Linked DNA regions of Mus musculus: regions 1, 3, 4, 5, 6 and 7 are each linked to region 2. The links are chromatin contacts, called in public Hi-C, HiChIP or PLAC-seq and promoter capture Hi-C maps. All regions are on one chromosome and are shown on one strand. The core of a region is the stretch at or near the end of the contact, and the rest is flanking DNA. Distances in the headings are between cores, read along the strand shown. Region 1 holds the start of Tnip1 (TNFAIP3 interacting protein 1). Region 2 holds the start of Hspa4 (heat shock protein 4). Region 3 overlaps Jade2 (jade family PHD finger 2). Region 4 holds the start of Hint1 (histidine triad nucleotide binding protein 1). Region 5 holds the start of Rmnd5b (required for meiotic nuclear division 5 homolog B). Region 6 holds the start of Hnrnpab (heterogeneous nuclear ribonucleoprotein A/B). Region 7 holds the start of Phykpl (5-phosphohydroxy-L-lysine phospholyase).

What was found. Hi-C and Micro-C count contacts between places; a contact is called where the count stands out from the background. HiChIP or PLAC-seq counts read pairs in DNA pulled down with a chosen protein or histone mark. Capture Hi-C pulls out chosen DNA fragments and counts their contacts.
Region 1: a Hi-C map of B cells shows a contact between it and region 2, with 5 read pairs. The contact joins the promoter of Tnip1 here to the promoter of Hspa4 in region 2. A contact is called at or near these places in 1 of 484 Hi-C or Micro-C datasets (B cells) and 2 of 9 other capture datasets (adipose tissue and liver).
Region 3: a Hi-C map of B cells shows a contact between it and region 2, with 5 read pairs. The contact joins the enhancer-like site here to the promoter of Hspa4 in region 2. A contact is called at or near these places in 1 of 39 promoter capture datasets (hippocampal neurons), 1 of 484 Hi-C or Micro-C datasets (B cells) and 2 of 115 datasets of contacts at active chromatin or transcription factors (embryonic forebrain and embryonic stem cells).
Region 4: a contact with region 2 is called in an H3K27ac HiChIP or PLAC-seq map of microglia, with 7 times the contacts expected there. The contact joins the promoter of Hint1 here to the promoter of Hspa4 in region 2. A contact is called at or near these places in 1 of 39 promoter capture datasets (liver), 1 of 115 datasets of contacts at active chromatin or transcription factors (microglia) and 2 of 9 other capture datasets (adipose tissue and liver).
Region 5: a contact with region 2 is called in a Hi-C map of B cells, with 7 read pairs. The contact joins the promoter of Rmnd5b here to the promoter of Hspa4 in region 2. A contact is called at or near these places in 1 of 484 Hi-C or Micro-C datasets (B cells), 5 of 115 datasets of contacts at active chromatin or transcription factors (astrocytes, bone marrow-derived dendritic cells, large pre-B cells and 2 more) and 3 of 9 other capture datasets (adipose tissue, liver and pancreatic islet).
Region 6: a Hi-C map of B cells shows a contact between it and region 2, with 7 read pairs. The contact joins the promoter of Hnrnpab here to the promoter of Hspa4 in region 2. A contact is called at or near these places in 2 of 39 promoter capture datasets (embryonic stem cells and liver), 1 of 484 Hi-C or Micro-C datasets (B cells), 3 of 115 datasets of contacts at active chromatin or transcription factors (bone marrow-derived dendritic cells, double positive thymocytes and large pre-B cells) and 1 of 9 other capture datasets (embryonic stem cells).
Region 7: a promoter capture Hi-C map of liver shows a contact between it and region 2, with 2.8 times the contacts expected there. The contact joins the promoter of Phykpl here to the promoter of Hspa4 in region 2. A contact is called at or near these places in 4 of 39 promoter capture datasets (liver, neural stem cells and pre-B cells), 1 of 484 Hi-C or Micro-C datasets (CD8 T cells), 4 of 115 datasets of contacts at active chromatin or transcription factors (bone marrow-derived dendritic cells, double positive thymocytes, microglia and 1 more) and 1 of 9 other capture datasets (liver).

What each region holds. Positions count from the first base shown.
Region 1 is chr11:54,961,307-54,964,243 of GRCm38.p6, reverse strand. It overlaps Tnip1 (TNFAIP3 interacting protein 1), which reads left to right and starts at 1,304. Exons shown (of 19, transcript NM_001199275.2): 1 at 1,304-1,411.
Region 2 is chr11:53,299,207-53,301,941 of GRCm38.p6, reverse strand. It overlaps Hspa4 (heat shock protein 4), which reads left to right and starts at 1,463. Exons shown (of 19, transcript NM_008300.3): 1 at 1,463-1,882. The coding sequence starts at 1,776.
Region 3 is chr11:51,831,328-51,834,027 of GRCm38.p6, reverse strand. It overlaps Jade2 (jade family PHD finger 2), which reads left to right. Exons shown (of 13, transcript NM_001357588.2): 6 at 2,615-2,700. Among named protein-coding and RNA genes, the nearest start is that of Gm30110, 23 kb to the left of the region's middle. Within about 2 kb of position 1,372, at least 123 of the 459 cell types and tissues checked have an H3K27ac peak or open chromatin away from gene starts, as enhancers often do. A contact at or near this core is called in B cells, where this site is marked.
Region 4 is chr11:54,865,108-54,867,819 of GRCm38.p6, reverse strand. It overlaps Hint1 (histidine triad nucleotide binding protein 1), which reads right to left and starts at 1,437. Exons shown (of 3, transcript NM_008248.3): 1 at 1,220-1,437. The coding sequence starts at 1,330.
Region 5 is chr11:51,634,584-51,637,480 of GRCm38.p6, reverse strand. Rmnd5b (required for meiotic nuclear division 5 homolog B) reads left to right here and starts at 1,585. Exons shown (of 10, transcript NM_025346.1): 1 at 1,585-1,891.
Region 6 is chr11:51,605,354-51,608,150 of GRCm38.p6, reverse strand. It overlaps Hnrnpab (heterogeneous nuclear ribonucleoprotein A/B), which reads left to right and starts at 1,270. Exons shown (of 8, transcript NM_001048061.1): 1 at 1,270-1,484; 2 at 1,565-1,811; 3 at 2,522-2,690. The coding sequence starts at 1,588.
Region 7 is chr11:51,583,471-51,586,362 of GRCm38.p6, reverse strand. Phykpl (5-phosphohydroxy-L-lysine phospholyase) reads right to left here and starts at 1,582. Exons shown (of 13, transcript NM_028398.3): 1 at 1,484-1,582; 2 at 731-849. The coding sequence starts at 1,542. It overlaps Col23a1 (collagen, type XXIII, alpha 1), which reads right to left. Exons shown (of 29, transcript NM_153393.2): 29 at 2,438-2,892.

The DNA.
Region 1 (2,937 bases), core at 55-2,554, 1.7 Mb before region 2:
AGTTAATTTACATTTGATCCACCATATGTGGATAATGGTCACTCAGTTGGATAGGACAGTCCTGAACTAGGGATAATCAAGAAAGCCTCTCTCACCCAGGTGGCCTCTTCCTATCTCCTCAGACATTTTTGTGGCAGGTAGTGAATGGCAGTGGGTAACTTTATATATGTAGTCAGTGGTTTACAAGGGGTGTCGACAAAGCATCTTTTGGCTTCTGGTACAGTTGCAGAAAGCAGACAGAGCAAGACTCAGTTTCCCACTTTGCAGTGGGTGTGACAGTGAGTGAGATGGGGGTCAGTGACACGTGCATGTGTGAGCAGTCATTTGTTGTGACAAAAGACTGACAAGCAGCATCTTAGAGGAGGGGTTTATGTTGGCTCCCAGTTTGAGGTGATACAGTCCACTCTGGTAGGAAGGCCTGGCAGTGTGGGAGTGGCTCTAAGCTGTGGTGGCAAGTGCATCCGGGGGCTCGCTCACATCTAGTGGATCAGGAAGAGCAGAGAAAGCAGAAAACAGTGCTTGAACAACCCTCTCCTGATCCCCACTTTTCATTCAGTCTGGAACCCCAGCCTCCCCGGACAGTGCTGTCCACATTCAAGGTGGGTCTTCCCTCTTTTGGAAAACCTCTCTGGAAAAGGCCTTACAGGCACACCCCAGGTGTATCTCCTCGAGACTTCTAAATCCAGTGAAGTTGATCATAGAGAATAACCATCACACAAAGCTCAGGAGGAAGTGGCATGCTCAGACTGCAGCTGGCAGGTTCAGAACGGGCCAAGGGTTTCCAAGTGTGGCTGGACATCCAAGTGAGACTCAGCAAGACTCAGCATCTGGGGAAGAATGAGAAACTTTTCCTCCTCTGGAGAGGATGCTTGGGAGCAGATGAGGCAGGAACAAGACAGGAGGACGTGAGCAGGATGCCTGGAGATTTCCCCAAGGCCACGCACACTGGAATCCCCCACTTTGAACAAAAGAGGAAACATATATCTCCAGGCCATCCCAGCAGGGCAGCCCAGGTGGCCTGTGTCCTTGTACCTGCCTTTGCTTGATTCCCAGCCCAGCTCAGGAGCCAGCAGGCTCTCAGCTCTTCTCCAGAGCCCCCTCCCCTTCCTGGAATCTACCACAAGTGACAGGCAGCCTGGGGAGCAACAGGTGGAGGCTGGCAAAGGGCCCTCTGCTCTGCCAGAGGCGGGATGGGGCCTCAGCTCGGCCTTGTGGGGCTGCCTGGTGGCTGGCTTCTCCATCATGGGGGAATTCCCCTCCTGCCTCAGAGTCAGCTCCGCCCAGCCCTCCTTCCTGCAGAAGCTCAGAAAGCCCAGCAACCTTCACAGGGACACAGGGAGGCATGGCCGCACTCACTGGGCACATCTTCAGATCACCTCGTGCATTCTCGGATGAGTGACCTGGGCTGAAGGTAGGTGTGACAAGGCAGATTCCAGGAGCGTCACACGGTAATGTCAAGGCCACCAGACCTTCCCAGCTGTGTGTCAGTAACTGCTTGGCCTCCTCTTCTCTGCCAGCTGGGGTCTTTTGCTCCCCAGCCTAGCTTGGTGGGCCCACCTAGGGCCTTGAATTCTGTGTCTCTGTTCTTCCCTGAGCCTCCTTTGCCCTCTGACCTCTGTCTCTCTCCCTCGTACTTGTTCTGACCAATCTTCTCTCCGAATGTCTGCAACTTTTCCAAAGGGAAGGAAAGAGAGACTTTCTCTTTTTCTGTACTATCCCTCTCTCTGAGGGGTGAAGGGGACTTTTCTCTTTCTTGTTCCCATATTTTCTTGTGTGTGAGAGGACATGTTTGCATTTGTGTCAGGCTCCCAGGAGCAGGTACATATATCGGTCCATGGGAGTGTTTATGTTTGTGGATGGTCTGGGTGTCTGTCTCTGTGTGAATGTGAATTTTGAGGGGGATGGTGTGGGATGAGCTGGGCAGTTTGGAAGTCTAAACCCAAACAAGGAAGGTTGGTGGAAACCCATCTTGCTCCCTGGGGGACACAATAGCTGTTGAGCCCCTCCTCAGCACTGGAATGAAGGAACCCCTCCCCTGTCTCCAGACTTCTTTGCTCTGAGGCCCACTGGCTCCTTCTGAGGGTGAACCTTTCACCGAGAACTTGAGGCCCTGGGAGTGGGGCCAAGGGCTGGCAGATGGTGGGGACTTCTTTTTTTGATAATAAGCAGTCCAGTTTTTCCGAAGCTGGTCAGAGGGCCAGCCTAGGGAAGTCCCTGGCTGGGGGAGGTAAGGGCCAGAGGCTGGGTCTGACTTTTGACAGTGACCTCTGGACTGCAGAATGAGGGAGGAATGTGGCGAGATTCTAGAAGACATGAGAAGGTATGGGGTAGATTGAGAGAGAAATGCTATTGGGGCCTGGTAGGGCTTCCCAGGATTGGGCAATGTTCTGGTCCTATGGGTCTGCCTCCCTTAGGGACTAATCTCTTCCCACTTCCAGGAAGATGATGAGGAGCAAGCTAGGATCCCAGTTTGGAGCCAGCTTGATACTCTGATTTGGAGTCAGGCGGGCCAGAGGGAGAGAAGCCAGAGAAGGAAAGACCCAGGACTCCTCGAGACCGTGGGAGGGGCCTGGCAGGGCCAGTGTATGAGGAGCTGGGAATTTCCCTGGTGTCATTGTCCTAGAAACCAGAGAATAACAGGCAGGTTAGGGACACAGGAGAAAGAGCCGGGGAGGAGAAAGAGGAGGACAAGGCTGGCGAGGAAGCCAGCAGCCGTGGCCAGAGGCCACCTCCTCAGACAGCTCTCAGTGAGATCCAGGCAAAGTGAGCCCCAGCAGTAGGCCTGAGATCCCCTGAGAGAGGAAGATCCACACTCCCTGCTGCCCCAGACCACAATGACCATGCTTCTTATCACTAGGGCCATTTCTCTCTGTGTGTGCCACAAACTGGCCCTGCTGTTGTCCCCATAGCCTTGCTTAGAAAGCTAGGTTACAGACC
Region 2 (2,735 bases), core at 214-2,713:
TTTCTACTCCTAAGTACCCGAAGGGAGTTTCTCAGGTGCTGGGGGCTTTAGGCTATTAACCCTCACTTATTACCTTTGACTAGAAACTCTTTGCTCTCTCCTGATGGTGATAATCCAGAGTGTGTGTGCGCGCGTGCATCCACGTGTAGAAGTGCTGTGAGGGCGGCCATGTTCTGTGAGGGCGGCCATGTGCTGCACAGAGGCTTGAGGGAGAACAGATATCCCCTGTTGCTCTCTGATGTAGTTTTTGGAGGCAGGGTCTCTCTCTGAAACTGGAGCTCTAGTTTTTGGACTAGGCTGCTAGTCAGGGAGCCCCTCCAGTTAACCTCTTGTCTTTGTCCTGCTAGGTTCTCGATGACAGATCGAGATTGGGATTCAAACCCCAGTCTGTATGGTTTCACAGCACGTATTAACTGTGGAGCCATCTCTCCCGCACGGTTTACTGTGTTGGACACCGTTAGGCACCTATGAACAAGAGGTGACAAATAAGTGAAATTTAAAAATCCTTTCAGTTTTGTGGTGTTGGGGATCCAGTCCAAGGCCCTGAGCCTGCAAGTGTTCTAGCACTGTACTCTATATCCTCAGCCACAAAACAGCCAGAAACCGGGAAACTTAGGATCTTCCTCCTGCACTCTGGGTTGGTAATAATCAGAAACGCGTTGAAGCTGGTTCCCCTCCAGCTTTCCGCAACTGGCTAACGTAGTGGTCACTATAGTTTCAGATTCTTTAGTTTAACGCAGGGTGGGGGCATGGCTGTAAGTGGGTCCCAGCACTAAGGAGAAAAGAGCTTCCGAATTTCAAGGTCATCCTTGAGGACTGTCCTGCAGGACATTCTGTCCCCTCCCCACCTACTCTATATAATAATGTGTTAGCATTCACATAAACGTGACACTGGTCTTAGACCTCCCACTCCACGGAGCATGTGATTTGGACCCTTGTGTCCAGCTCAGGGAAAACACCTAGGACTGAAAGGTCCCTCGTCTGATCACGGGAAGTGAGTGGTTAAAAGTAGGTGGAAGCGTGGCTTCGGATTCTTTTAGTTAGCGCTTGGTTTTAATACTGAGTTTTACGTAGAGCCGAGCTGAAACCCTTAGCGCCCTTAGCAGGATTAACTCGAGTTCACTGTGGGGCCTTAAAAAAAAAAAAAAAAACCCTGCAGAGAGCCTGCAAAGTCACTGCCGGAAGTCCCTCCGCGGTGACGAGCACGGCGGAAGTGGGTTCAATGCAGCTCCCCGAAGAACTGTCTCACTCCCGCTCGCCTGACTTCTGGATGGGAGGCGCCCTGCAGCTCAGGGAGGATTGTGGGGGGCTTCTCCGCGCAGGCTCAGTGGCCCACTTCGCGTCGGACCGCTTCCGTCCCCCCACTTCCTTTCACGGTTCCTGTGCCAGGACGTGACGCCAGACTTCGTCAGACGGGAGGAGCCTTGGGAGGAAAAGCGTCTGAGCCGGGGTCTCGCGAGAACGTTTCGTTTCAGCGCAGTTCTCGCGCTGCAACCTTGCTCCTGTTGCAACGAGAGCCTTCGAGATCTTCTCCGCCTCCGCGACCGGCGCCTCCTCTGCGGCCGTGGAGCCGGAGCCGCGGCCCGAGCGGTAGAGGCCCCCGTCTTTCTCCAAGCCCCAAGCCTCCTAGCGGACGGTCGTCCGGCTTCGCCCGCCCAGCCGCGGCGCTCCACCGGCCCACGCGGCTCGCCCTCTTCCACGCGCCAACCCCGCCGGGTTCCGTGTGCAGTGTCGGCGGCCGGCCCTGGGCCCGAGCCGGAGCAGTAGCCGGCGCCATGTCGGTGGTGGGCATAGACCTGGGCTTTCAGAGCTGCTATGTCGCTGTGGCCCGCGCCGGCGGCATCGAGACGATCGCTAACGAGTATAGCGACCGCTGCACGCCGTAAGTGGGGCTTGGCTGGCGGGGTCGCCTCGCTTTCCGGGCGAGGGTCCGCAGGAGACCCCCGCCGAGTGCCGGGTCGCCCGCGGCTGCCACCTGCTTCGGATCCTGGGCCTGCGCCAGGCACGAGGCCCTTTCGCGCGGGCCAAACGAAGGCTTTGAGCCGGTACTCTGATCGGCGGAGGGCAGGAGCAGGAACTGAAAGAGAAGGCGGGCCTGAGACCGTGGGATGGACCGACCGCTCTCACCTCCTTTTTTGGGGGGGGGGAGGGTTTGGGTGGTTCGGTCTGAAACGAGGTCCAGGGCTTGCTGAGCTCGTCGAATCCAATAGAGGTTCAAACTCGGCCCACGGCGAGCATTTAATAAAAGTTAACTTGCAAGATTGTGGCCTCGGGACTGGGAAGCGCTCTGAGTCCCACGTGAGTGGGGGCGGGGTGGCGCCCGGAAGATGTGGAGTCTGAGTACCCACGGCAGGCCCTGAATAAAGTCCATGCTTTTCTTGATAGCGTTTTAACTCCCTTCATTCGTTTTTGGATATTGAGTTAGGTTGGGTCATTCCTTACCCAGGCTGCTCACCTATTCCTTAACAGCGTTAGTTTTTCATGCTAATGAATTCCAGCCGGAAGGTTGCCACAATTGTTAATGCATGACTCAAGGGCTCTGTTTGACTTCTAGAACTTACATGAAGTTATGGGACCAGTATAGACAAATCTGCAAAAAAAAAAAAAAAAAAAAAAAAGACTCACTCAGAGCTTGCTGGAGTAAAAGGGAGTCTACTTTTTAGATATATGTAGGATTTTTTCCCCCACATTTAGCCCAGGATGACCTAAAATTTTCATTCTGCTTCTGTCTGCTA
Region 3 (2,700 bases), core at 123-2,622, 1.5 Mb after region 2:
CCGTTTACGTGGTGCTGGGATAGACCGCAGAGCTTTTTCCTGTGCTGGGCAATCATTCTACTAACAGAGTACATGCACAGGGTCCTCATGGCTGGGCGTGGCTGGCATGAGGTAGACATGCAGAGCCTCCCTGTACTGAGAGCAGACGTGCTGAGATGGGCAAATGTGTCCTTTCAGACTTTAAAACTCAGGGGGTCGTCACACCCCTGTTTTCCAGCTTCCCACCAATCTGGGTGCCTCCCCACTGCACAGCCTCCTGGAAGCCTTTGTAGCAGCTACCATGAGGGATACTGAGCGCCTCTCGCCATTCTTCAGGGACCATTCTTGTAGGGTACACAATACTGTCCCCACTTTATAGATGAGGAAGTCAGGAAATTCAGGGGAATTTCCTATGGGGCCTAGTAGGCCGCTGGGCCAGGAAATGACAGACCACAGGAACAAACCCTGGGCTGTCCCTGTGAGGCCTAGGGTAAGAGTATTAGGCATACTCTGACTACTCTTCCCCCAGACACCATGCCAGCCCAACTCCTCTGCCTCAAATGGCCTTTGGGCACTTGTGCTTACCTCATGGTCTAAAATCTGCCCCTGAGGATTTGCACTGTCCCTTTAGACTTGGTCCATGGCAAAAGAAACCTCTGGCGTCTGTCTACATCTCTGGGATAGCCTCTGCTCTCCCCTGTAGGTCTTGAAGGAGCTTTCCTTCCACACTGTCCAGCTCATTCTGTCTGCTGTGTCTGAGGAAGAGGTGTTGGCTTAGGGTCAGGTCAGTTCGCGCCTGGGAGAAGTGCTCTTTCTGGTGTGTGTCCCTCAGCTCTGGCTCCCCAAAGGGACAGCCAGGCCACACCAGTGAAGCAAGCAGGTGTGACTGGTATTTGGCAGTAGGTGGCTGTTCAGACAGGGATGCTCAAACGCTTGACTAAGTGTATGTTTAGGGCACACAAAGCTGGATTGTGACAAAATTACAGGCTGTGCTTTTAAGAGACGCTCATTTGAAGTGACAGTTTCTTGGGAAAGGCAGCATTTGGTTGTACTGAGGGCTTTGGTGTTGGCTTCTGTTTGAGATAGTTTACTTGGCGTGGGAGGAGGGTCCTGCCATCATTGTTACCTATGACTCTTCTCATGTGGGTGGTGGCACTAACCTTTAGCCTTTGACCCCTTCTCATTGTCCTCATGACTTCCAAGCCTACAGTCTTTTCTCTCTGCTTATACCCCTGGCTCCCTGTACCCAGCATCCTTCCTGTCCCCTTTCTGACACCAGGGCATTTCCTGAAGCCAGGGGCCCTCCCTGAAGCTCAGCCCTTGCCCTTTGTGCCATCTTGAACCCTCCCTCCCCTGCTCAGGCTGAGCTGAGTCACAGCCCTTGGCAAGCCCTGGCTCCGACCCCAGGAGGCCTCCTGGGCAAGTGTGGGGCCTCTCAGGCCTGGCAGGGCTGGCCAGATGGAGGCCAGGCTCCAGACAATAACCATGGCAACCAGTGGGTATGGGAAGGCCTGGCATTTTGAACTGGCCTCAGAATCTGACGGGTAGCACACAGATGTGTGGAGGACCCCACCCACCTGAGGCAAAGTGCCCCTTATTTTCCACTTCGGGGGGGGTAGAAAGGTGATTGACATCTAGCAGTCTTCACACACACACACACACACACACACACACACACACACACACACACACACACACAGAGTCAGCCTACCACCTCCACCACCACCACCTGCCTAGCACTTTGGCTAAGAGCTTTCTTTGTTAATCCCTGCCATCCTCTCACCAAATGCCTATGGTAGATTATGTTAGTAGTATTCCTGGGGACTGGAGGGAACAGACATTCAAGGGTGGAGCTTTGGTGCCTGCAGCAGGTTTCCTGGTCCCAAGGGAAAACTGATCTGGCATGGGATCTGAGACAGTGTTGGAGCTTGGAAGTTTGGAGAGGCAAGCTGAAGCAGTAAGAAACACCATGCCTGTGTGGTTCATGGGGAGGTTCAAGGTGTGTGGCCAGCATGTCTCAGTGACCATGCACCTCTAATCCAGAAAGCCCGCTCCAGGGTTCTATAGTAGAGTCCCATGGAGCTGAAACACCTGGGGAAAGCAGCCAGACTTCAACTCAAGACCTGTAGGCTGTTGGTGAGGAAGGGCCAGAGATTATGAAGCCATGCAATCAATCTTTGGTCTTAGCCTGGAGGGGTATTGCCAAAGGGTCTAGAATCCAGCTGGCTCTGTCTCACTTGTCCCTGAGTAGCTGGCACAGGGCATTAACCAGAATGGCACTTGGGACACCTCCTGCAGACCAGGCAGGGCTGGTCCAGGTTGGGAATAATCCCCAACTGGGCAAAGCAGATGCTACTGTGGTGAACCAGGGTCCCATGTCATTCCCACATGGTCCTCACTCTGCCTTACAGCCCTTAGGACGTACTGTTCCTGAAGATCCACAGTTAATAGAGTCTGTAAGGCAGACTGGTAACAAGGAAAGAAATGGGAATGGAGGTGGATATGAGGGGATGGGCGTGGTCGGGCATCAGCATCTCACACCCATCTTACCCTTGGGCAACCAGTTCTTCAGCTGGGCAGCCCGAGGAGGACAAGCTAAGGCCTCTCTCTTTATCACTACCATTCTGTTTCCCAGGCTCCTCCCACCACTGAAAGGCCCCCCCACGCAGATGTCCCCAGATAGCCCCACACTTGGTGAGGGTGCCCATCCTGACTGGCCAG
Region 4 (2,712 bases), core at 188-2,687, 1.6 Mb before region 2:
GGGTCTCCATATAGGCCAGGTTGGACTTAAACTGATTCTCTTCCCTCCACCTTCCAAGTGCAAGAACCACAGGATGCTGGTTTTGTGTTTAAAGCTTTTTCTTTCTTTCTTTGCAAGTGTTCTGTTTTGCTTTGTTTTTGAGTTAGGGTCTTATTCCATAATACAGGCTGGCCAGTCTTATGGATGGTGGGACTGGGATTACAGAACACACTAAAAGACTTGCAAACTTTGTAAATGAAATGGGCCTTTTTCTAAGACTAGTGACAAATACAGGCAATTTAAATAAAACTCACCTCAAGAACCCAATGAAATTTGGAGTACTATTTCAAGTCTATGTGAACATTACCAGTAGCATTAATGCTTTCTCATATTGCATGTTTCTTAAAGTGAACTGAACAAACCCGTATAAAACCTTTTGGTCAATGGGCCAAGCTCCCACCCTGCTTTATGTGAGACTGAAAGCCATAAACAGAACTGTCTAGGGAATAATTTACAAAATTGGTCTTCACTATCGACTGAGATTTCATCTATCAAGGAGGGGAAAAAATACAACTTTGGATCTTGCACCATAAATGTTTTCTCCGATCAGCAGGGTGTGGGCTGCCTGCAATCCTTAGCATATGGGTGGTGGAGGCGGGGGATCAAGGGTTCAAGGTCCGCCCCAGTTAGTTAGTCAGCAAGTTCATGGCCTGCCTAGAGTAGTGAAGCCGATCTATTAAAATAAAACAAACAAAACACCCTAAAGCAGTATTTTTTTAAAAAGCTTGAAGGGCTAATTCCAGTCCCCAGAGGCAACGTCTGCAGCCGGAGCAGGGGACAGGGAGCATAAGGATCTCGAATCCCCGGTCACCTCGCAGTGCGGGGACCGCTGCGCGCGGGAGATCGCGGAGATTGCGCCGGGGGCAGGATCCGGTTTCCCGAAGGCCAGATTGACACCCGCGTGGTGGGTGGCGGCCGCGGGCCCCGGTGGGCGTCACCCCACGGGTCTGCACTTTACAGGGGGCCCGGGCGGGCGTCACCTCCCGGGGCCTCCGCCCGCATCACCTCACCAGGGCCGCGACACGCGGCGGGCCGAGCGGCCGATAACGCGTAACCCGAGCGCAGGCACGCGCCGCAGGGCCACGCGGGCGCAGGGCCAGGCCAGCCGGGCCGCGCGTCGCCTCAGGCCCGCGGCTCCTCAGGGAACGCCGGCGTGTCGCCGGGCAAGCGGCAAGCCTACCCGGTCGTCCTCGAAGATGATCTTGGCGGGGATTTCTTTGCGGATGATCTTGCCGAAGATCGTGTCGCCGCCGGGCTGGGCCACTTGAGCCTTGGCAATCTCGTCAGCCATCGCGGCCGCTCACTGTCCTTCCCGCGCCGCGGCCACAGTGGGGAGAGGAACCGCGGGAGCGCGCGGAGACTGCCGGCTCGCGCCCGGTGGGCCTGCGCGTGCGCACTGGCGCCGGCGTGCGGCGAGCGAGGGAACGAAATGGGCGGAGGAAACGCCCTTTCTTTGCCTCTGCACCTCTATAGGAAATTTTGATTTGCCAGTTCTGGGAGGAGGCTCGGCTTGGTACAGTGCTTTCCAAGCGCGTACGGAGTTCTAGGTTTGATCCCTTCCTCTCACGAGCCCGGCTTGGTGCTGCACGCCTGTAATCCCAGAGTTTGAGAAATGAAGACAGGAGGATGGAAGAGTTTAGTTCATCCTTCTCCACATTGTTTGAGGCCAGCCTGGGCTACCCGAGACCCTGCTCCAGAACAGTCTGGTTTCTATTTCAAGTTGTTCTGATCACATTTACTGGGTGTGATACCTTAGCCTTCCCTTTTTTAATTTTTTAAAAAAGATTTTTATTTTATATGTAGATGAGTATTTTGCAAGCATGTGTAAGAGTGAATCACATCTAATGCTTTGGATCCCCTGGAACTGGAGTTACAGTTGTGAGCCATGTGGGTGGAGGGAACTGAAGCCTGGTCCTTTCTGCAAGAGGAACAAGTGCTCTTGACCGTGATCGTTTAAACCCTCAGCTGTTTGAGGCCTTAGCTAAGAGCCAGGTGAAGTCTTACATCAGGTGGGGTTTTTTTGTTTGTTTGTTTCTTGCTGTGTGTGGCAGCAATTCTCAGTCATAACTACACACTAAAAACCACTTGGGAGCTCTTTAAACATCTCTGGCCACACTCTGCATCAATTAAGTCCAAGACTGCAGAGATGAGACCTTAGGTGGCAGTTGTTTGTAAGCCTCTTGGGCCATTTTCCCCGGCAGGAATCAGCTTCAGGTAAGATGCTCCACCTGGAAGAAACAAAAAGTCTTCCTTGGCCCCACCTCCACCCTTCCTCCTCTCTATCCCTTTGCTCCTCCTAAAAAGTGTTTTCTACATATGGTGTGCACTTTGTCATCATTGGTCCTTTGGGTCATTTCCTCCTTGTCGGGATTAGGCAGGACCTCCAATCAGCGTTCTCTAGACAATCGCAGTTGTCATATAGATCTGTTGGCCTGGTTGCTACAGTTGTTACCCTTGTCTTCTTTCAACATCTCACACCCTTGCCCTCTGGATGTTGGTTTTTTTTTTTTTTTTTCCTGCACGCTAAGCCTCCATTTCCATACCTCATTAGATTTTGTTCCTGGCCCTCTTATCTGACAATCTCCAAGTGGCCATAGGAAGAAACCTTGGGGACTTAGAGAGATGGTTCAGCGATCAAGAACACAAACTGTTCTCACAGAGGCCAGCACAAAC
Region 5 (2,897 bases), core at 336-2,835, 1.7 Mb after region 2:
AATTCGAGGCCAGCCTGGTCTACAGAGTGAGTTGCAGGACAGCCAGGGCTACACAGAGAAATCCTGTCTTGAAAAGCCAGAAAAAGAAAGGAAAAAAACGGGGGCGGGGAGAGGGGAGTGCATGAGTTGCTGGAGGACCCCAGGTGATGGTGCACACACCTGTAATCTCAGTACACAGAAGGTAGAAAGAGGTCCTTCGTGATGTAAGGAGTTCAAGGCCAGTCCTGGGTAGGTATCAAAGACCCTTTCTCAAAAGATTCTCTCTCTTTCTTTCTCTCTTTCTTTCTCTCTTTCTTTCTCTTTCTTTCTTTCTTTCTTTCTTTCTTTCTTTCTTTCTTTCTTTCTTTCTTTCGACAGGGTTTCTCTGTGCAGTCCTGGCTGTCCTGGAATTCACTCTGTAGACCAGGCTGGCCTCGAACTAAAAAATCCGCCTGTCTCTGCCTCCCAAGTGCTAGGATTACAGGCATGTGCCACCACTGCCCGGTTCTTTCTTCTTTTCTTTTCTTTTTTTTTTTTTTTTTCCTGGTCTCAAACTCAGATCTGCCTGCCTTTGCCTCCGCAGTGCTGGAATTAAAAGTGTGTGCCATTACACCCGGCTCCTTCATTCTTTTTAGTTAGGGCATGTATACAACCCCTATTTCATTTTGCCCCTAAAGAGGGGCTATTTACAGAGAGCAGCTGGGCTGGGGGCTATGGATGCATAGGGTTAGGTGAGCCCGTAAGAACAAAAACCGAACTCTTAAAAATTGTGTGTGTGTGATGTGAACGTGGGTGTGCTTGCCTGTACAAGTGTGTGAGGGCCAGAGAAGGATTTGGGGAGTCTCGCTCCAACACTCTCCACTTTATTCTCTTGATCCTAGAGCTCTGCTTTTTAGCTACATTAGCTGGCAGGCAAACACAAGAATCCTTAAGTCTCTGCTAACCCCACTCCTGCAATTACAGGCCCGCGCCAGTAGGTGCGAGCCAGCTTTCTAACAGTACCTGGGATCTCAACTCAGCCCCTCACACTTGTTTTGCAAGCACTTTCCCTGTTACCTCAGACTCTTCCTTTAACATTATTTGCTAGTTCAAAATGCATCGCAGGAAATACTTAATCACTGGACCACATACATGTAATGGTCTCTTAAAATGTTCATTTTTCGGGTGCTGGGGGTGGACCAAGGGACCTGCGTGTACTTTAACCCTCCCCCTGTCCTCCCCCTCTCTCTGTCGTAGCTCAGGCTGGCCTAACTCACTTTGTATCCCTGGATCTCTGATCTTCTTATAATTATAAGATTATAGGCGGGTACCACAATACCCAGCTTTGTTTATTTTCTGAGCCAGAGTGTCGCTTTGTAGTCTAGACTGGCCTGGAACTCCCGGCGCTCGTCCTGCCTCCGTGTCCCCTATCCCAGCCTGGACATTTAAGACCTAGTTTACTGTGGTTGGGGGCCCGGATTAGGCAGGTGCGCCAGCTAATACTTCCGGTAGAAACTCGTGACAACCCGTCGGTGGTTCTGACGCGCGGAAACCCAGGTTTGCTCCGGATCGCAGAGGCCAGGCGTCCCGGCACTGCGCAGGCGCTAACTGTTGCCTGGCTCCGGCGAACGATTCATTCGGCATTCCTTGCAAAGCCGCGGGCGAGACACACTGTCTCCCCACGCTCCGCGACACCACGCATGGGCGAGCCCGGACCCACCCGAGAGGCAACCGCCGCGCCTTCCGGTTCCGATGACAGCGGCGCCGGAAGCGGGCTGAGCTGCAAGACTAGGTGACAGCCTGCCGGCTCCCGGTCCCGGGGTGCGGGGCGCCCCGACCAAAGCCTGGAGCAGTCGTCGGCCACACCCTCCAAGGGCTGGTGGAGTCGCCCGGACTCCGACGTCCCGTCCTAGTGCACCTGACTGAGTCAGAGGTAAGCAGCCAGTGGGTGGCGGGGTTCCGGCAGGGCACTGCAGGAGGGTCTCTGGGAGGATAAGTAGGAGTTTGTCAGTCTTTGCACTACTATGCGGGTCAAGTCGGGGTCGTGGCATGCCCCTAGGGTAAATGGTGGGCTTTCCTGTCCTTTCAGTTTTAGGTGAAGAAGTGACAATGTGAAACTTTCTAGTATTTGTAGGGATATGATTTGTTTGAGTGTAAAATACAGGGCATTCGATACTGTGGTTTGAAAAGATGACACGTGTGTGGAGACCTAGATAAGGAGCCAGCCATGGGAAGATGTGAGAGAGTGTTCCGAGAAGAGGATAGAGGCAGAAATAAACTGGATGTACCCTGGAACAGAAAGGCTGGTGGTGGTAGAGTGTGGCAAGTGATGGGGAGAGTCATTGGAGTGAGCATCACCAGGGAGTTTGTTTGGATAGAACTTTTGTTTTTCTTTTGTTTGTTTGTTTGTTGTCTTTGAGACAGGGTCTCTTATAGCCTAGGCTGCCCTGGAGCTTTCTAAGTAGACCAGGCTGGCCTTGAACTCACAAAGATGCATCTGCTTCTGCCTCCCATGTGTTGGGGGGTGGGGTGGGTTAAAGTCCTGCACCACCATACCCAACCTCAGATTTATTTATTTTCTTTTATAATGATGACGATGATGACAACGACGATGACGACAGCATTTCTCTACATAGCCTTGGCTGTCTTGGAATTCACTGTGTAGACCAGGCCAGTCTGAAGTCAGACAGATCTGCCTGCCTCTGCATCCTTAGTTCTGGGATTAAAGGTGTGAGTCACCACACCCAACAGATATTTTTTTTAAACTTCTTATTTCTAGGTGTATGGGGACCTTTTGCCTTCATGTGTGTCTGTGCACCACGAGATGCAGTGGATGAAGAGGGCTTCAGGGTCTCTAGAACTGGACTTACAGGAAGTTGTGACTGCCATGTGGGTGCTGAGAACAGAATCTGGGCTATTTGCAAGAGCAGCAAGTCCTC
Region 6 (2,797 bases), core at 21-2,520, 1.7 Mb after region 2:
GGCCAGCCTGGTCTACAAAGTGAGTTTCAGGACAGCCAGGGCTATACAGAGAAACCCTGTCTCAAAAAAAAAAATCTATATATATCTCTATCTATCTATCTATCTATCTATATCCATCCATCCATTGGATGACTCACACCTTTAATTCCAGCACTTAGAAGGCAGGCAGGCAGTTTTCTGTGACTTCAAGACCAGCCTAGGTCTAAAAATGAAGTTGTGGGCCAGCTAGTTTGTTTAAAGGAAAAAAAAATTATAAAGAACAAAATGGAAAGTGAAGATTGATACCTTGTCTGATTTACACACTCAGGGCATAGAACTTACACTCAACACAAACGTATGCACACATACACAGGAATCATGGCCTAACCCAGGCCTTTAAAGTTTTATGGTCAATGCTTAAAAGAAAACTACCCCTCTTTACCATAACCTCATTTAACAGGGCTATTTTTCCAAAAGCAAGTTGTCAGACTAGGCAGGGTGACACATGTCTGTAATCATATCCTGGGGCTACATGAAAAGACTCTTAATTTTTCCATTTAGGATCATCTAAAAATCAGTGAAATTAAGCTAGGCACAGTGGTGGTGCAGCACATAATTCCAGCACTGAGGGGGTGAAAATGGAGGGTCAAGAGTTCAAGGCCAGTCGGAGGATACCAGACTTGGTCTCAAAAAACACAAAACGGAACCAAAGGAAAGAAATAAAAATTAAAGGCAAAGCTAAACACTAATGCGATATTAAGTATCTATGGGTGTCAAGCAGACACTGGAAATACTACGGTCCAACGTTCACTGCGCCAGGCCTCCATGGATGGCCCCAGCTAGCTCACTGAAGAGGGCAGGAGCCCTGGCATCTCAGGATGCCGAGGTTTAGGAGCAGGCTGTGCTGAAGGCCTCCGATGACCGCAGCACTCCGTAGATTAGAGCACTCCAAGATTAGGCTCCTTTCTCCGGGCGACCTTGGATTTAGGGGACTTCCTCCGGCTCATTCTCCTCTTTTGGGAGGCCGGGGTTGCTAGTGTAGAATAGGATGTAGGGATAGGATGACAGACTGCCGTGTACCCCGGGCAGCTGGGGACATTGGACGTGCTCGCCCGGTGACCGGAACCGTAGACAGTTCTCCGACTCGCGCGCGTTCTAAAATGAGGACAAAGCCCGCCCGGATCTAGAGCGCGCGCGCAGAAGCAGCCAATAAGATGCTAGGACAATGGTGAGTGGCGGTTCGCTTTGCCCAATGAGAGTATCCGTTGTTACGAGGTGGTGCCCGGCTTCGGCATTATAAAGAGCTCCACGAGTTGGCATTGTCAGGCGGTGGCACCGCGCGGGACGGAGTTAAGGTCTTCTTTATCGGCAGTGTACGGCGGCGGCCGAGCGGAGCGATAGTCAGTGGCTGCGGACGAGCCCTCGGGGGTGCGAGCGTGACCGCGGCCAAGCCCGCGCGTCGCCTTCTGCGGCGAGTAGGGCCTCGCGGCGTCATCGGCGGCGAGGTGAGCGGCCCGGCCGCGGGCGGTGGGCGGGAGCTCGGGGAGCGCCGCGGGGCCTGACGCGCTGTCGCCGCTCGTTGCAGTAGCCGCTGCGGCCTGGCCGACCATGTCGGACGCGGCTGAGGAGCAGCCCATGGAGACGACGGGCGCCACCGAGAACGGACACGAGGCCGCCCCCGAAGGCGAGGCCCCGGTCGAGCCCAGCGCGGCTGCCGCGGCCCCCGCGGCCTCGGCCGGGTCTGGGGGCGGGACCACGACCGCACCGAGCGGGAACCAGAACGGCGCGGAGGGCGACCAGATCAACGCCAGCAAGAACGAGGAGGACGCGGGGTAGGTGCGGCCGCGGGCCGCCGCCTTTGTTCTGGGGCCGTCTTTTGTTGGCGCCACGCGGCGGGGGGAGGGGCGGGCGGCCCGCGGAGCTGTGCCTGCCTGGCGCGCTTGCCGCCTGGCCCGGGCGCGGTTACGCGCCTCGGAGTTTGCAGGAGTTTGCGGGGTCGACTGTGAGGCCGATCTGGGCCGCTCGCGCGGTGCTTGGGCTACTTCGGGCCTCGGGGCGGGCGGCCCCGGAAGAGGAAAAGCGGCGGATCGCGAATCGGGCCGCGAGGGCTGCGTCTCTGCTGCGTAGGCGGAGTTGGCGCGCAGCGGGCCGGGCCTAGCCTGCCGCGAGTCGAGGGGCGGAGTTCCAGCCTGAACCCTGGGGCGGTCTTGGCACCGGGAAACCCAGAGTTCCTTGGGGCAGGTACTTGGGAGGCCGTGAGCTCAAGTAGATTCATGAGTGCAGGGCACGCTGATTTTAAACTCGTGAGGGGTCATGGGTCACATTCTTGTCCCGTATGTACCGTGTGTGGCTGTACAGTCTCGTTCAGCTGTGAGTTCCAGTTGAGTCGAGATTGCAGAGCGACGCAAGGGTTAACTTGAAAGGGGGCACCATCTCAGACTGGTCCATGGGACTGTGGCTCCATAAGCCCTTCCCCAGCCAGGAAAAGTGTCAGAATTCTTTTACAGCTTCTAAGGTTTGTGGTCTTGTCTCTCACTTGCAGAAAAATGTTCGTTGGTGGTCTGAGCTGGGATACCAGCAAAAAAGACTTAAAGGATTATTTTACTAAGTTTGGAGAGGTTGTTGACTGTACAATAAAAATGGATCCCAACACTGGACGATCAAGAGGGTTTGGGTTTATTCTCTTCAAAGATTCTTCTAGTGTGGAAAAGGTAAGCTGGGTATTTGACAGCAATCTACTAGGATTCTGAATCCTAAGGAACTCAGGCATTGCAGTGTTGAGGTGATTGCCACGAGTGAGCTTAGAGTCGTTTTGAGG
Region 7 (2,892 bases), core at 333-2,832, 1.7 Mb after region 2:
GAAAACAAAGGTTTTTAGAGAGGTATTTTGAGACTCAGCTGGAGGGGCACTGTCAGAGGGTCAGCCATGGCATCTGCATTCTTAGAGCTCACGTGCCAACATGGTCAAAGCAAGGTAGCAATAATTAACACAATTACCTACAACACCGGGCAGTGAGTTTACCAAAAAGGCCCAGGATTAAGTCATTTCTCCTGAGACAGGGTCTCTCTGTGAAGCCCTAGTTGTCCCTGAAACTTGCTATGTAGGCGTAGGCCAGGCTGGCTGTTAACTCAGGAGACCCCCCTGCCTCTGTGCCCTGAGTGCTGGGAGAGTCCTGGGTTTTAACCCTTACCTGCCTGCAATGTGCCTTCTAACAGCTGTGGTAGCCCAGTTGGCTGAATTCATACTAAAGTTTCCTATTACCCCTATAGTAGTCAATAGAGGTGAAGGCCTGCTGTCAGCACCCTGCACGAGGCCAAGATGAGCACACTACATTTGTGGTCATGGATGGGTGGACTGTATATATGCCTGGTTTGATGTGAGTTCCACGTGGGACGTGCAGCTTGGACCTTGGCATGTGAACCTCTCAGGCCTGCCTGGTTTAGCACAGCTATGGTGTGGAGTCTTTTCACAAAGACTGGGGTGCCCCCCTGAGCATCCGATTCAGTTCTGTTCAACCCAGGCTATCAGTCAGATCTATGGCCTCAGCCTCCTCCCCTGTCTCACCAAGGGTGAGAGGCGTCATACTGACCATGAGCCACGTTGTTGATACAGTCCAGGTACTCTCGCCCTTGCTCATCGTACAGGTACTGCCCTTGGCCTCGGATAATCTTAACAGGATCCTCAGGAAAAAAGAGTCTGCAGGAAGAGCTGTGGGGACAGGCAAAGGATCGACAACCCTGTCTGAAGACTGACCTCCACTCATTACAGCCCCCTTCACTCCTTCCTGATTCTGGGATGGACAAAAGCTTGCAGGGCACGGTGGAACTTCCCTGCCTCCCCATTCCTGTGAACAGGACGGAGCAGAAAGTTTCTGAGACAAAACTAAGCCTTTGTGGCCCTCTCAGTTTTGCTTGCACACTGAGACTCCTCCAGTCCCAGTGAAAAGGGCTTCGGAATGGCTTCCTGAAGAAAACCCCCTTGTTAGGAGCTGCATCTCAGCCCCTAACATTCCTTGCCAACCCAGTGGCCTTGCTGTCCCCGTTAGTAATGGCTAGCTCCAGTCCTAAGTTCCAACCATAAGCTTCTCTCCACGTGGCACCGAGGATACTCCTCACAGGCCAAGAGCAGACTTCCTGTAACCCTGCCCGTGACATGACTGCCCCCCAGGCCAGGCCCAGCTCCTTATGCAGGTGGCTGCCAGGGGCAAAGCTCGCTCCACGGGACAGGGGACGCCCCGGAGTCGCGGGGTGGTTCACGGCCGCTTCTAGTAGGCTGAGGGAGGCGGGGAAATCAGGGACTCGGGGTGGGCGCTATACGCGCTTTCGGAGCCCACACCCGGTACCTGAGCAGCCGACGTCTCAGGTCCAGAGTGACGGCCTTGGCGCGCGTGTCCGCGGCCATGGCGCCGAGCGGTCAGCCAGTACCCAGATGCTGCGCGCTTAGCTCCGCCTCCGCCCGCGACGTCAGCTCTGGGTGGGGCTTCAGTGCTGGTCCCGCCCCCAGGAGCTCCCTTCCCGGGCGTTTACGGAACTTGCAAGCGAGATAGCTTGCAGTTCACGTCATCACGGGCGGATACTCTCCGCTGATCCATGGTCGGACTTCGCCCTTCTCTCCTACGCCCGAGGTTTCCCTCCCAGGAATGTGTCCCCAGACCGCCAGGTGGAGCGGGACTCTAAACTGCGGCGGGGCACGCCCGAGCAGGTTGCTGTCTCTGCGCTGATAACGTGACACCCTGTGAGGGTAAATTACTGGCACCCTGGAAGGACAAAGGCCTTCCTGGCATGGCGCTGTAGAGTTCGGTGCCACTGCTGGGGCAGACCACGGAGATCTCTAGAAATTCTTGCTAGGATTAGACAGGATAAACTTGACATGTCGCTACAGGAAGAGAATTTTGCAGTGGGCAGATAGGAAGAGGTTTGGAAAACTTCTGAGTCCTACCTTATGTACTGTGCAGGAAACAGGCCCAGAAAAGAACGGCTTTGCTCCGAGGCACACAATAGGCCCGCTGCAGAGGCCGGACTAAAACAAGGTCTCCTGAACTCTTACCTAGCACACTGAGTGACAAGAGACCTCTGTGGTCCCGGAGGTGGGAGAGAAGGGATACTCCCTTATGGGTTGAGCGCTGGAGCTGACTGTCTTGATGAACCCTGGAACAAAGGCCTGAGAAGGCCCCTCAGCAGACTGGGGCAGTCTTGTTCACATGCCAGCCCGCTGCCCCATTCTCCAGTAGCTTATTTCTTTTCTTCCCTAGAAAACTGCAAAATGCTTACAGCACTTATTAAAGAACAGCTTTGTATTCTTGTGGTTTTTGTTTGTTTTTATTGTGGTAAAATATACATAAAAAAACAAGCAATTTTGAAGGGTACATACAATTCAGTGGCATTAGTACATTCTCAATGTTGCATCTTGTCACCAAAACCCAGTCACAGAGCCCTTCCATCTTCCCCAACTGAGCGGTATTTCATGTTTTTAACCATAAACCTACCTAAAAGTCCATCTTCCTGCTCAGAAAAGGCCTATCCTTCCTGTCCTTGGTCCCATCCTCTCTCCATTTTCTGGCATCTGTCCTTTCAAGGCAACCCTGGAGGCCAAGAAGGCACAGGCTGAAAGGAGGAAGGGACTGAACAAGACTTGGATGTAGTGGGGGGCATGGTGGTGCAAGCCTGTAATCCCAGCACTTGGGAAGCTGAGGCAGAGCTGCAACTTTGGGACCAGCCTAAGTTATGTATTGAGACCCTGTCTCAACCAACA